Linked DNA regions of Anser cygnoides: all the other regions are linked to region 2. The links are chromatin contacts, called in public Hi-C maps. All regions are on one chromosome and are shown on one strand. The core of a region is the stretch at or near the end of the contact, and the rest is flanking DNA. Distances in the headings are between cores, read along the strand shown. Region 1 overlaps TOMM20 (translocase of outer mitochondrial membrane 20). Region 2 overlaps LOC125180034 (a long non-coding RNA gene). Region 3 overlaps TOMM20 (translocase of outer mitochondrial membrane 20).

Region 1 (3,912 bases), core at 934-3,433, 210 kb after region 2:
TCAGAAAAAGAAAAAAGTCCTTTATTGTTGTGGAAGCAGAAGGATGTCTCCTGAGGGTGTATGTAATGCACTACTGTCACGGCATGACAATGGAAAAACTGACTGCTGAGCCAACCAAACCCCCATAAATACCTAATGATATCTCTTCTGGCCCAGATTTCCTGCAAGTCGGTGCCTGAACTGCATACAGAATGACAATCAATATGAAAGGATCTCTCTTCTCAACAGAGGCAGAATTTAAGAGCCCAGCTGAGCATTATATTCCCGTTCATACAAAGGGATCCTTTCAGAAGTCTGTCACAATAACCTAAAGGTGGTGATCCAGCAAAAACACTACCAGGCCTCTCCTCACCCTCTCCTCACCGCCTCCCACCATTAACACGGAGAACTGGCTTCAACGAGCAGGCATCATTATTAATTACAGCATTGTTATGCAAACAAAGCGTGCCTAGAGATGCATCAGGTCTGCATTCACATGGGACAAGAGCAAAATCTTCTTCCTTTTTCTTCCACTTCTTCTGGCGTGGGTAACTCCACCGCCTCGTTTAATCAGCTTGGAAGGCGGCCCAGCCAAGCACCTGACCCAGTTATAGGTATGTGCACAGGGACAGCGAGCCCATTGTGAGAAAACAAGGCCTTAGCACATTTCTCTGGCCGCCTGCCAGCCTCAGCACATTGGGCAAGTGACTCTGCCCGGCCACCGCGGTTACATCAGTCACCACCACCTCCCTGGATGTCATGGCACAGGAAGCGGCTGCCAGGAGAGAGCGAGGCAGCCACCGGGTTTTGAAACTGGCTTTCCAAAAAAACATTACAACACCCTTGCTGATTTCCAGTGGGTTTGTTCAGTTCCTCCCTTCCCGTGGAGACCACACGGATGTTGAAAGGGCATTTCACCCTGCCATCGAAAGGCAGGCTTTTGGGGCCGTTTCCCAGTTTACAGCGAGGGCCAGAACCAAACTCACAAGCTGCTATTTAGGGGAAAGAAACACAGATACACTTTTATTTTTTTGCAGAGAGCAAGAGTCTGTGCTGCTCCTTCCCAGCACAACCGGGAGGCAGGGCTGGAAGGCTCCTTCCCAGTGACTACAAAGCCCCCGCTGACCTCTCCCCCCTGCCCTGCTCCCCGCAGGCAGCTCAGACCGGTGTTCCCTGCCTTCCTGAGGCACCGGGTCCCAGAGGCGCAGGCTGGGACTGACAGCACCAGGGATGCGTGCGCTGCCTCGGACAAGGCTGGCTGGAGCAGCGCCGCTGGCAGAGCCCACAGCCAAATTCCACCCTCGGCTATTGCCCAAATGTAAATTTAGGGCAACTCCCCTCCACAGCGGTGACCCGGGACTTGTCCTGTGGGAGGGAGCAGAGCAGAATTTGGACAAAGAGATGGTGCTTTAGGACAACCATTCAGGGCTCGGGTGTGAGCACAATCACCTTATAAGAGAGCAAAATTGGCAAATGAAAATATTGCTCCTGGCACGCGAGTACTTCCATATTGATTCAACACTTAAAAATGCACTGAAGTGCGGATGCCCTTTCTTCAAACCCTCCAGCAAATTCACTTTCTCTCTTGGCACTCTCTCTCTCTCCTCACTCCTCAGCTAGTTTACCCTGATGGCAACAACTCCTACCTACATCAGCTTCTCAACTGCTGGACCCCGCTGATCTCTGTGCTGCCTCCTCTCATTCCCTTTTCTGCTTCACCTCCTATTTAAAGTGCTTCTAGAGGAGGAGCTGAAAGTTCTCCCCTTCCAAAACAACTGCTCTGCAACATAATACACCACAGGCCTGATTATCCTAGCGAAAGTAGGGAGAAATCCTTGCTGAGGTCTTGGTCTGGGAGGGGACACACAGTCATGCCTCACGCTGCTCACCTGCCCCTGGCCCTGCCTGCCCTGGGACAGGAGCCCCTGCAGGACTGCAAGCTGGCCAAGTCGGGGTAGCTGTTCTCAAGTCAGAGGCTCCGCAACGATTATTTGGCTTCAACATATCATATGACTTTGTTCTTCGAGTTACATTTTAACTGAGAAAGTTTAACAAGTATGACTTATGGGCTTCTAAAATTGGCAGCAGAAAAATGAGCTGAGGAAGTCATGGAAAAAAACCACAAGCGAAGCCATTCCATGTTATGCACAATTTCTGGGCTCTTTTTCCAATCTTCTGTTTTTTTGGACGGTGGAAAATATTTTCCAGCTACACAGGCCTGGCCTCACTGAGTACGTATTTATGCCAAGTTTATAAAAAGCAGCTGCAGACAGGGTTGAATGAAAGGATTACACTGCTGTCTGTCTTCCAGAAGGTGCTTCAGTTCACACCCTGTCCCACAGAGTGAGGCTCGTTTCTCAAATCTCCACGAATTTACGTAAAGAGGGACAAAATTTGAGCCTTGCAATAAGAACAAGTATGGCTGTGCATGTGAACGGGCATGGGTGTATGCATATCTACCTACCGAGCTAGCAGTGGTTCCTAGCTGCTGCTGTTTTGGGCTTTCAGTGCTAGAAGTTTACCACTGTTCCTCAGACCTCTTTGCACCCTGCAGCCCAGTCCATCTTCCATGAATACAGTGATGGGGAGAGGGCTTCCAGGCTCAGGACCCTGGTTTCGGTGTACAGCTGCCGCCTGCTTCACGTATACCTGCTCTCAAGCTGCTCCCGCTGAAATTCAGGCTTCACCAACCTCACGTACACCGAGGCTGCCAGGTTTTGAGTCCAAGAGGGATCACTGTAATCATGCAGCCTGACCTCCTCCACAGCACACTGCCACAGAATTTCAATCTGGAGCCTGCACAGCGGAGGCATAACCTTAATTTTCAGCCGTGTCTTGTCAGAGCCTTGGCCTGATACACCAGTCAGCAGAGGAGAGTTACAAATAATTCTTCACTCTCCTAAGCAGAATAGCTCCAGGGGAGGGGGGGAGGGCTGCAGGGAGGACACAAACTGAAAGTAAATGGAAATAAAAAAGGTAAGGTAGGTGGTAAACTGCAGATCGTATATTACAGATCCGTACCCTGCTGTTTTTGCAGTCAAGTATCTTAGAATAACAGCACTGAGAACGACAGCGTTACATCAGGAATATCGGTCAAGACAATATTTCCTGGCAATTGTTTGAGAAATGCTTTTCTCACAGCTAATTGCTCCCAAGAGGCTGTGTTTTCTCTGCTTTTAGAAGGCGAGCGATTAAGAAAGAAGGTTTTTAAACCTCTGCACCCTGCTGTGGGACAAAGAACTAAGGGGGGAAAAAAAAAAGGCAAAAAGAAAGAAAAGAGAGAGGCACAACAGCTGTAATGTTCTATGAAATGATTTTGTTCTGTTCTCTTGCCGGGGTGGTGGGTGCAATCATCAGTTTGGCAGAGATAAATACAGCAAAAAGCAAGAATGTTACAGGGACGGGGAGCCCCAGCTCGCAGAGTACCACATTGCCATCTAGCGGCACAGGCTCTGGCCGGCCCGAGCACCTGGGGCTCTGCAGGCTTCCACAGCTCTGCCCCCGTGCCTGTGTGCGCAGCAGGCACCTATGTGAAAACGGGGCCGAGTTTCCTTTCAGCGCTTTACAGCCGAGCTGGACAACTGCAAAACTGCTCGGTCTATAAACGGTAGGTGTAGGGAGGCGAGGCGAAAAGGGAAAAATGCCCCCAAGAGGAAGTTTAAGACCAACTTGGCTTTGCTGTGAAAAGCTGGTGTTCACACCGAGGCCTGCAGATTCGTGTTGCCCATTGCTGCCACACACAGAGCTACAGCAGCCTCATCACGTTCTCTGATTGTCGTATGGAAGTCTGCAGCAAGACAACGGGTTGGCAGGAACTACCTTGTTCCAAGGTGACGGGCACGAATCTAGAGCTGATGCCTTATACCCAACCGCACCGGACCAAATACCTCAGCACCACGTGCTCTGACGCTAGCCCCTACGGTTTAACTCCAC
Region 2 (4,165 bases), core at 685-3,184:
TTCGGTCCTGCTGGCCACCCATTTCTGTTCTGCTTGTATTGACACACTCTGCAGGCTTTTAACCATGTTACTGAGTCAGGTAACACTAAAAGATGACCCATTAGCCAGCTAGATTAAACAAGAGACACCAAACAGCAGATAATAGCCAAAGGGTAGGGAATGAGAACAAGTCAACATTACTCAAGGGGTTAGCAAGATGTTCCAAAATTTAATCTCGGTGTTCATGTAGTTAAGTAAATATTCAGTCAACCCCCATTTTCACAAGCCTTGATCACATGAGGCAATCATTTCTGGGGAAAAAAGCCACATTCCTCCAGCACGGATTTTATGTAACAAAATACTCTCCCCCCCCCATGCGCTCCCAGGCTTCAGCAGTGATTTCATCTACCTGCATTACTTTCACTTCCCCTTCATTTCTCCCAGATCCATATGTCTTTATCACAGGGAATGCAGCAGGAAGTGCCATGGCTTTGTGATGAAGAAAAAAGGTCCAAGAATATGCTGGAGAAAGAGGGAAAGGTTAAAAAAGCATGTGTTTAGAGTGTTGAAATCCCCTGGCATTAGTCTATACCCCAGATTACCTCAATTGTACTCTCTTCTTTCCTTTTTGTGAAGACCAAAACAACCATATTAAAAATATGCTTATCAGTATAAATCTGTATTTTTTTCTGTGTTTTCTTTTCCTTTTTTTTTTTCAAGGACTGAACTTTGTGAACCTGACTTGTTCTTTATACTTTGGTTTGCATGTGGGAGGTTTTTATTTTTATTTTTTTCCTTTCCTCGTTTCTTATTTTGTTCTGAGTGAGGGGGTGAGGAGGAACTTCCTGATCTGGACTAATGGAAACCTTTGAGGGTTCCCTCATACCACATTATGTCAATCACATGCACTTCACTGGTTGTGCAACTCCTGTCACTGCAACATTACTCTCAGCCTTATCAGGCCCACCTAATCGGTGGGAAAGAAATTAAAGGTGAACACAATCAACAAGTGGCGGCAGGTGTTTGCAGAGATCAGGAGCATCTAAACGTTGAAAAGTCGTGAGGCCATTTTCTCTAAGAGTTGCCCAAATGGAGCAGAAGGATCACAAAGTCTCGCAGCACTAGTGGCACACGCAAGATGGAAGATGTGCACCACAGTTTTGGCTTTTTCTTCCGTGTCCCATGTGCAATGTGGATCAACAGAGTTGCTGGCTATCCAGGGGAGAGGTACAGGCATTGCAAAACCCCTGGAAGCCCCTTTCCAGGGCACTAGTGCAGTAGCTTAGGCCAGCAGTTAAGAGAGTCACATGCCAATCTTTCACTGTGATTGCTACACAGGACCGATTGGGAAAGAAGGGAACAGTCTAGTTTTTCCAGTATTCCAGCTCTTGCCCTCTTGGGGACTTGGTGCTGAGGCAAGAGCCACTGTTCTGATCCTTTGTGCAACCACGCTGCTGGCCTTGTGCTCAGAGTCCCTGTTAACCTCTCAAGCGCCGCAGCATTTCACACTGCAGGTCTCCAGTATGGTCCTCAGCTGTTAAGCATCAGGCTTCGATGTGAAACGCAAGCATTTTGTTGTTATTTGTTTATAAAGGTCCCATCACAGCCTCCCTGGCCTCATATAACAATCAATAAAATACACCAGCAAAGGCCTGCACACAATTAAGTAGACTTGCTACAGAGTTAAACTGCACAAGACCTCCAAAATCATCCTTTCTGGTCTGAGCCAGCACAGAGCCTGGCATCCTGCTCTGACAGTCAGCATATTTGGAAGCAAATGAGGGACCCGTCACTGATGTCTGGCAGTCTTGGAAGTGTAATATTACAAAGACTCATAAAAGTGCATCTCAGAGCGTCTTGCTTCCATGCACCACTTCTTTCTTTTTTTCCCCCTTTAATTATCTGATGTCTTGACTGCAGGAAACATCCTGCCCCCTCACTCCCCCTTGGAACAAGAGCAACTGTGTGACAGAATCAGAGTCCCTTTAACGTTGGTGTGGTTTCAACATCGCTGTCCCACGTCCATTGCACCCCGTGTCACCGCACATCTGCACCGACCCTCTGCATGCTCCTCCCGGTGCTGGGACCACCTTGGCAGGATGCTGCCCTCCATCCAGCACTGGTGAGCAGCCACACTGACACCCATCCAGCAGGAGAAACCCATGAGCTGTCAGGTTTCCACACCCAGCATCAGCAGGGCCCTGGCTTGAAAGTGCCGCGGCCAGATGGAAATTCCCATTTGGAGAAAACCCTCCGAAGTGCACGTAACCGTAGGATGTTACTGGGCAGAAACAAGTAGAGGAGGCTGTTTATGTCTTTAAAGCCTGTCTCTGCTCTAACTTGACTTCAGGCCTAGTTATTCCTGTTGTGCTTACTGCAATAGCTTACCACTGTCAACAGGAGGATTTATCAGGGCAGCCAAGAAGCAACTGACTCAGCACGGTCAGGGCTTAAGAGCTCCACGAGGCTGGACAGAAACCGGCACGGAGCACGGTGTCACCAGCACTCAGCCCGGTGTGGCTGCGGGGGGAAGCTCTTCTACAAAATCAAGGGGAATTTAAACTCCCTTCCCAGCTGAAACCTCTCCATCACTCTGGACAAAGATTGGAGGCTGTTTTAGCCTGGCTGGTGTTTAATACTCCCCGACCCACTCAGTGAGGCACAGGAGACATGTGGCACGGCAATGTCAAGCTTTAACATACTGTTTTCCCACAGTGCTGAATCTTGACCTGCAGACCGTGCTCGCCACCTCTGCAGCAAACTTCTTGAGTGGGTTAGACCCACAGACCTTCTCTTCTCCCCTCCACATTACCAACCTGCTGCAATCTCCTAATCTCCCTGTAAAAGAGGTCAGCAAAATGAGGATTAAAAAAACAAAAAGCAAAAACCCACACCTTGTGGCATCTCTTCCACAATGCACATGCTTCTCATAATGGCAGGTGTAGAGAAAATCTGTAGGAAAGGTGCATGAGGTACTCCCTCCACAGTGCCTAGCTGGGAGGACACTATTCCTGCATGTTTTCCTGGGCTGACATTTCAAACACGATGCTTTGAGTGGGATTTGTCTCACCCTGCTTTAGAGATCTACATCTGAGCCAGTCACCCTTCATGTTCAATGGAGAGAAGTAGGCATGTCTGGGGTGTGAATCATCTGATTTACTTTGTACATCTCCTTTAGACTCAGATGAATCACACACTAGAAGTGCTTATTTTTCTCCATTGACTATAAAGGGAACTGAGATGAATACTCAGATACAGACGTCTACATTTGGTCAGATGACTCTTACCCTCCACCTCCTGGGAAACAGCTTCAGGTAACGTCCTCCGCACGGGCAGTCACTGCCTTGCCTCTCGCTGTCACTCACCCATGCCAGTGCCTAAAATCAGGGCAGCTGTTCACTCACGCTCCCACCCCAAAATCTGCTACACACCCAAAACCAGTATGGATATCTGAACACCACTCTTTGCTGGAAGAATCTGCAGAAATTAATGGGGACTGGGGAATGTATTACTGTATTGAAGGAAGTCCCAGAACAGAAGGGTAAAATTGGAAGAATATGCATGGTAAGAGTTACCATTATTGGCGTAGAAAATAGAATCCTGTGAAAACATTATGTCTGGGGGAGGGGACATCCTCTTTTCCATTGGAACTGTAACAGCAGGGACCTCAATAAAAGAATTATCAATTATCAGAGGCTTTTAAATTTTTCCCAAAACATGAAAAAAAAAAAAAAAGGAAAAGGAAGCATTCATTTGGAGAACTCGTGAACAGCAGGAGTCTGTGAAGGCGGATACTGGTTGGGCTGGCTCCCTGTGCATTCCCAACACCAGAGACCTGATGTGCAGAGAGCAGGGAAGTGGCAGTGGCAGGTCGCCTGTTGGCACAGTGCTCCACTACAGCCTTCCACCACCCACCCCACACTAGGACAGCCATGTCAACCAGCACGATTAACGGCCTTTCTCCCCACAGCAGATACCCGTTTCAATACGATACTGCCAGAAACCTGTGAGTCCTCCTGAAGTCCAGCCCTGATTCAGTTTTACCTGCCTTACATGGTGTCCTTATTTATCTGCTTTTGTTTGTGCCATCATCTATGTGCTACTTACATTTATTGCAGGCATTCTGTTGAAAGATTTCATTGAGAATCAGCTCATCTCATGAACGTGACACTCAACGCATACTGTT
Region 3 (4,123 bases), core at 536-3,035, 170 kb after region 2:
TCCCGGCAGGCTTTGCACCAGCTCAATCATTATATCAATAAGGAAGTACAATCACTTAACCACAAAGCCAGTTTCTTTTCTAAGCCCTCATGTTGCCTTAGAAGGTTTTTAAACAAGACGCTTTCCTGTTTTTGAAACCTGGGCATCCGTATGGTTTGCAGGTTACTCAAACAACCTTATCATTTGAAGCAACCCTGGCATGAATTTCAAAACTGCTCACTGCGGTGCTCCCCTCCCCTCTCCACACATATCTATTTACTCACAGGGATCCTTATTTACAGTGTCTTCTTGCCAACTGCTGACACAGAAGAAAAAAACCCTTGGTTACACATTAAGCTTTATCGTTGGATTGTTTGTGCCAGACAGTGTCCAAACACGGCTCGCTGACTGACCTCACCTTCGGGCCGGCCACACAGGAGGGAAATGTCTGTCACGAGCCTCTTGCAGGGGCAGGGCTCCCTTCTCACCACCGCCGTGTTAGTCCCCCTCTCACCTTCATCTGGCCTACACGGGCCGTTCAAGGAGCACGCAGTTTTGTTTTCAGAACACGCAATGGGGTAGAGCTTGTTCCTTGCAAGACTGTTCAAGGAGGAATTACCAGAAGGAGAGAGGTGCTGGCAAATGTGAGGCACAGCGAGGGCTGTCTGTAGGAAAAATCCTGACCTAAAATTTATACAGCGTGCAAGTCAAAGCCAATTATTCTACTGAAAATGGGAAAACAAAGAGGACCGTGATACAAGAATGAGCTGTGCAGAGGATCTGGAAAATCCAGAAATTAGCTTCAATATGCCTGTTTTGCACAGCAGCTTTGGAAAGATCTGCCAAACGTAACAGTTTCATTTGACAGTCATCTTCTGGCTTAACTTCTGAGCTGGCCGGTGGCCATTTCGTATTGCACAATAAATGCCTGCAAAATTAATCATAAACTCCCTGCCTGGAACTCCCAGTGCTGCTCTCCTGAAGGGTACCTGCAGGCTCTCAGACGCGCTGCCAGCAGCTCCACGTCTGTTTTCATTAATGGCCCAGCCAGCCAGGACAAACCGTCACAAAAACAACCCATGAACTTTATTCTTCCACTCCTGCCTCTGCACTCTGCTGGCCAAGCCACCTACCTTTGCATATGCTTCATGGCACCCACATGACGGTGGTGGCACAGGCACGCATCTGAGCCTCACACTATGCAGCCTTCCTTGTCACAGTTAACACTTAGCTTGCGAGGAAAGTCATGCGATCAGGGCCAAAGAACCGAGAGCTGCCTTCTGAAGTAGATACCCCGATCCTCTTGGTGGAGTACATTTACAAGCACTGCCTCAGGAAGGGTGCAACAACATCCCGGTGCTGCAGTACTGCCCGAATGCCCCACTTCTGCCAGAGGGCTCCGGCTCCAGCAGCTTCAAACCTGCAGGGGCCTCCATGCGGAAGCCTCCAGGACCAGGGTGCAGACTTGCTGTGCAGTTTTTTCTGTGAATCTAATTGAATTGTTCATTTGGGAAACGAAAAAAAAAAAAAAGAAAGAATGAATTGCATTCCGGTTATTTTAATTAGTTCCTCCTATTTAGCGCTCCTTGCCAACAGACTAAATTGAATTGATCACACAAACGCCCATGCAAAATACAAAGAAACCAAGTAGGATTTAAACATCTCCAGAAGAGAGAAAGAATGTATTTTCCTAACATCCCCCAAACCTACTTAATAACAAAACACTAAGGAATAAAATAAATGTGATTAAAACCAGAGATAGCAAGCAGCACACATTTTATTGCTATGTTTTCACTTCTTATTTCTTTTTAACAAGGATAAAAATTAACTTGTGCAACCTCAGCCAGGAAGTGAGTGGATCTTTGAACTCTGCCATCTGGCTAGTGGAATCTGTATTTTCGCCGCCTCGGGTTACAGGTTAATCCTGCCAATTCTGATTATTTGTAGAGGTAGCTGGCCTCTCAGAAGCTTTTATAGTCCCTGTCATGGAGAAGGCTGCTGCTGAGCAAAACATATGCACAAATCGCTGGGGTTATTGTGGCAGGGACATTGAGGAGGGAGGAGAGGAAAAGAGAAAAACCACCACCATCAAAAAAAAAAAAAAAAAAAAAAGGACGCCAACAGTTCTGGCTAATCTAAAATTATCCTTTTCATTACAAGAGAAGACGTTGCAACATGCGCTAGCGCCTTTGCCTCACCCTGCAAGTCAGCACAGACAGGAAGGCTGCGCGCGCCCCGCTCGTGGTGGAAGCCGAGCTCGAGCATGCCCAGCAGCTGGGGAGCCCCACGTGATGACAACAGCATCCAGCTCCATCTGGTGATGTGCTCCGGCCCCCCCGGGCACTTTTCCATCTAGCCTTGCAAGCAGCTGGATCAATTTACTCTAGCCTACGGTGCACTGCACAGGCACAGACTGAAATTATTACTCATGGAAATCCCCTCTGTTTCAGCGCTTTGAACAAGGCATCAGGTAGCTTTCAAGCTCCTGACAATTAATGGCCTTTGGTGGAGGGAGAGCAGCGCAAACACGCTGGAAGCTATGGGTTTCAAAACAGCTTGCTTAGTTTCTAGTAAATTAAAGGGAGTGGGTGGTTGAGGCACACAGTAATATTATCCAGTGCAGTGTGGTCTTCATTGACGTCAGCCGGACATTTTTTTCTCTTTCTCTCTGTCTGCCTGAAAGAGGCACGGGGAGGTTAGCTTTGTGACAACAGCATGGCTCACACGGCCCGGAGAACCTCCAGGTTTCCATCAACAAGGCCGGAGCACAGATGCTACCGTACGGCAAATTAGCAATACGAAAATATATGCAAGTCATTTCAGACGAGGAAAAAAGCTGCTGGAAACAGAAATCATGAGGGCTTACTGTACGTATCTCTCTTCATGTTGCATGATTAACTGTTCTGACTAAGACAACGCTCTTCCTGTGGCTAAGAACACATCCTCCTCTCAGATTTTGCTTGAAATAGCATATTTGACCATGACCCCTCCCCACAACTACTGTGCCCGTCCCAGCGTAGTTTTGTGGTGTCTATGACTGTGTTTTCTTAGTGTCACAGATCTCGTTGTTTTTCTCTGAGGCCTCCGCACTGTAGGCTGGATTCATCGTACAATAGCTGCCAGCCTCGCATTGAAAGTATGCCAAGAAGTTCAGCAGAAAATTTTTCTGATGCTCGCAGCAAACTTCTGGAAATGTGATTTCTGTGTGTGAGCATGCGCAGGGATGCGCTTGCAATGTTTTCGTGCACCACTACTTGTATACTAAATAAAAGCTGGCTGGTCAGCAAATAAAAGGATGCACAACAGCGAAGAAAAGTGTTGCAGGTAGGAAAAGAGACCCACCCCAGGCCCCAGATACCATATTCCCAATGAAATACAACACTGCAGTGCCTACATTTTCTGTGTGGGGAAAAAAAAAAAAAAAAGAAAAAAAGAAACACAAAGAATATTCAGGCCAGAAATTTTTTAGGGTCACAAAAGACAAAGGGGACTTCTTTATAACAAAAATGTGTACTAAAGCTGCTCTGCCAGGTTCTGACTCAACACAGACACATGCATACTTGTCAAAGTGGAAGATTTTTCCAGTAATCTAGTGGACTGAATGAGCTCATCGTGACCCACTGAGCAAGTTTTCTTAATACTCATTTTGAGCAAGGGAACGGCTTTGACTGGTGTTTGCACTCACTTGACTTTTCCCCTCTTCCCAAACTTTTGTTCCTTTCATAAACCACCCTTTCCATCAGGCTTTTCTTACTAAAGAGCCATTTTTTCCTCAGTGGGGCCATGGAACCTAAGTAAATATCCTTGAACCATCAAAAACCAGCTGCATTAATGAAACAACACCGCAGGCACTGTTGAATTGCAGAATCACCAAGACAAGCAAGGGAAAAGAGGGTTGTCCAGGGAAGCTGAGGTGTGTGGTCATTCCCCACAACCCCACAAAGACAGACAGTAGGACACCATGCAGACGGATGAGGGGTACGTATGAAAGTGGAAGATCATGACTCACTGCAAACAAACTACATGGCCTTTGACTTTGGCACCTTCTTGTCCTTTCATGTCCCCAACTACTGATTTCCTTGTGGTCATCTGTGCAGCCTGGTGCCACTTTGCCTGCTCTTCTGAGGGGCTTTTTTGGATGCTT

Evidence for each region. Hi-C and Micro-C count contacts between places; a contact is called where the count stands out from the background.
Region 1: a Hi-C map of liver shows a contact between it and region 2, with 4 times the contacts expected there. The contact joins two enhancer-like sites. A contact is called at or near these places in 5 of 7 Hi-C or Micro-C datasets (fetal liver, granulosa cells and liver).
Region 3: a Hi-C map of liver shows a contact between it and region 2, with 12 times the contacts expected there. The contact joins two enhancer-like sites. A contact is called at or near these places in 2 of 7 Hi-C or Micro-C datasets (both in liver).

The regions. Positions count from the first base shown.
Region 1 is chr3:42,432,037-42,435,948 of Taihu_goose_T2T_genome, reverse strand. The region is part of intron 5 of TOMM20 (translocase of outer mitochondrial membrane 20); the gene reads right to left. Among named protein-coding and RNA genes, the nearest start is that of TOMM20, 17 kb to the right of the region's middle. Within about 2 kb of position 2,183, at least 1 of the 3 cell types and tissues checked has open chromatin away from gene starts, as enhancers often do. A contact at or near this core is called in liver, where this site is marked.
Region 2 is chr3:42,640,075-42,644,239 of Taihu_goose_T2T_genome, reverse strand. LOC125180034 (a long non-coding RNA gene) reads right to left here. Exons shown (of 3, transcript XR_010830283.1): 2 at 389-501. Among named protein-coding and RNA genes, the nearest start is that of TARBP1, 18 kb to the left of the region's middle. Within about 2 kb of position 1,934, at least 2 of the 3 cell types and tissues checked have open chromatin away from gene starts, as enhancers often do. A contact at or near this core is called in liver, where this site is marked.
Region 3 is chr3:42,470,148-42,474,270 of Taihu_goose_T2T_genome, reverse strand. The region is part of intron 5 of TOMM20 (translocase of outer mitochondrial membrane 20); the gene reads right to left. Among named protein-coding and RNA genes, the nearest start is that of TOMM20, 55 kb to the right of the region's middle. Within about 2 kb of position 1,785, at least 3 of the 3 cell types and tissues checked have open chromatin away from gene starts, as enhancers often do. A contact at or near this core is called in liver, where this site is marked.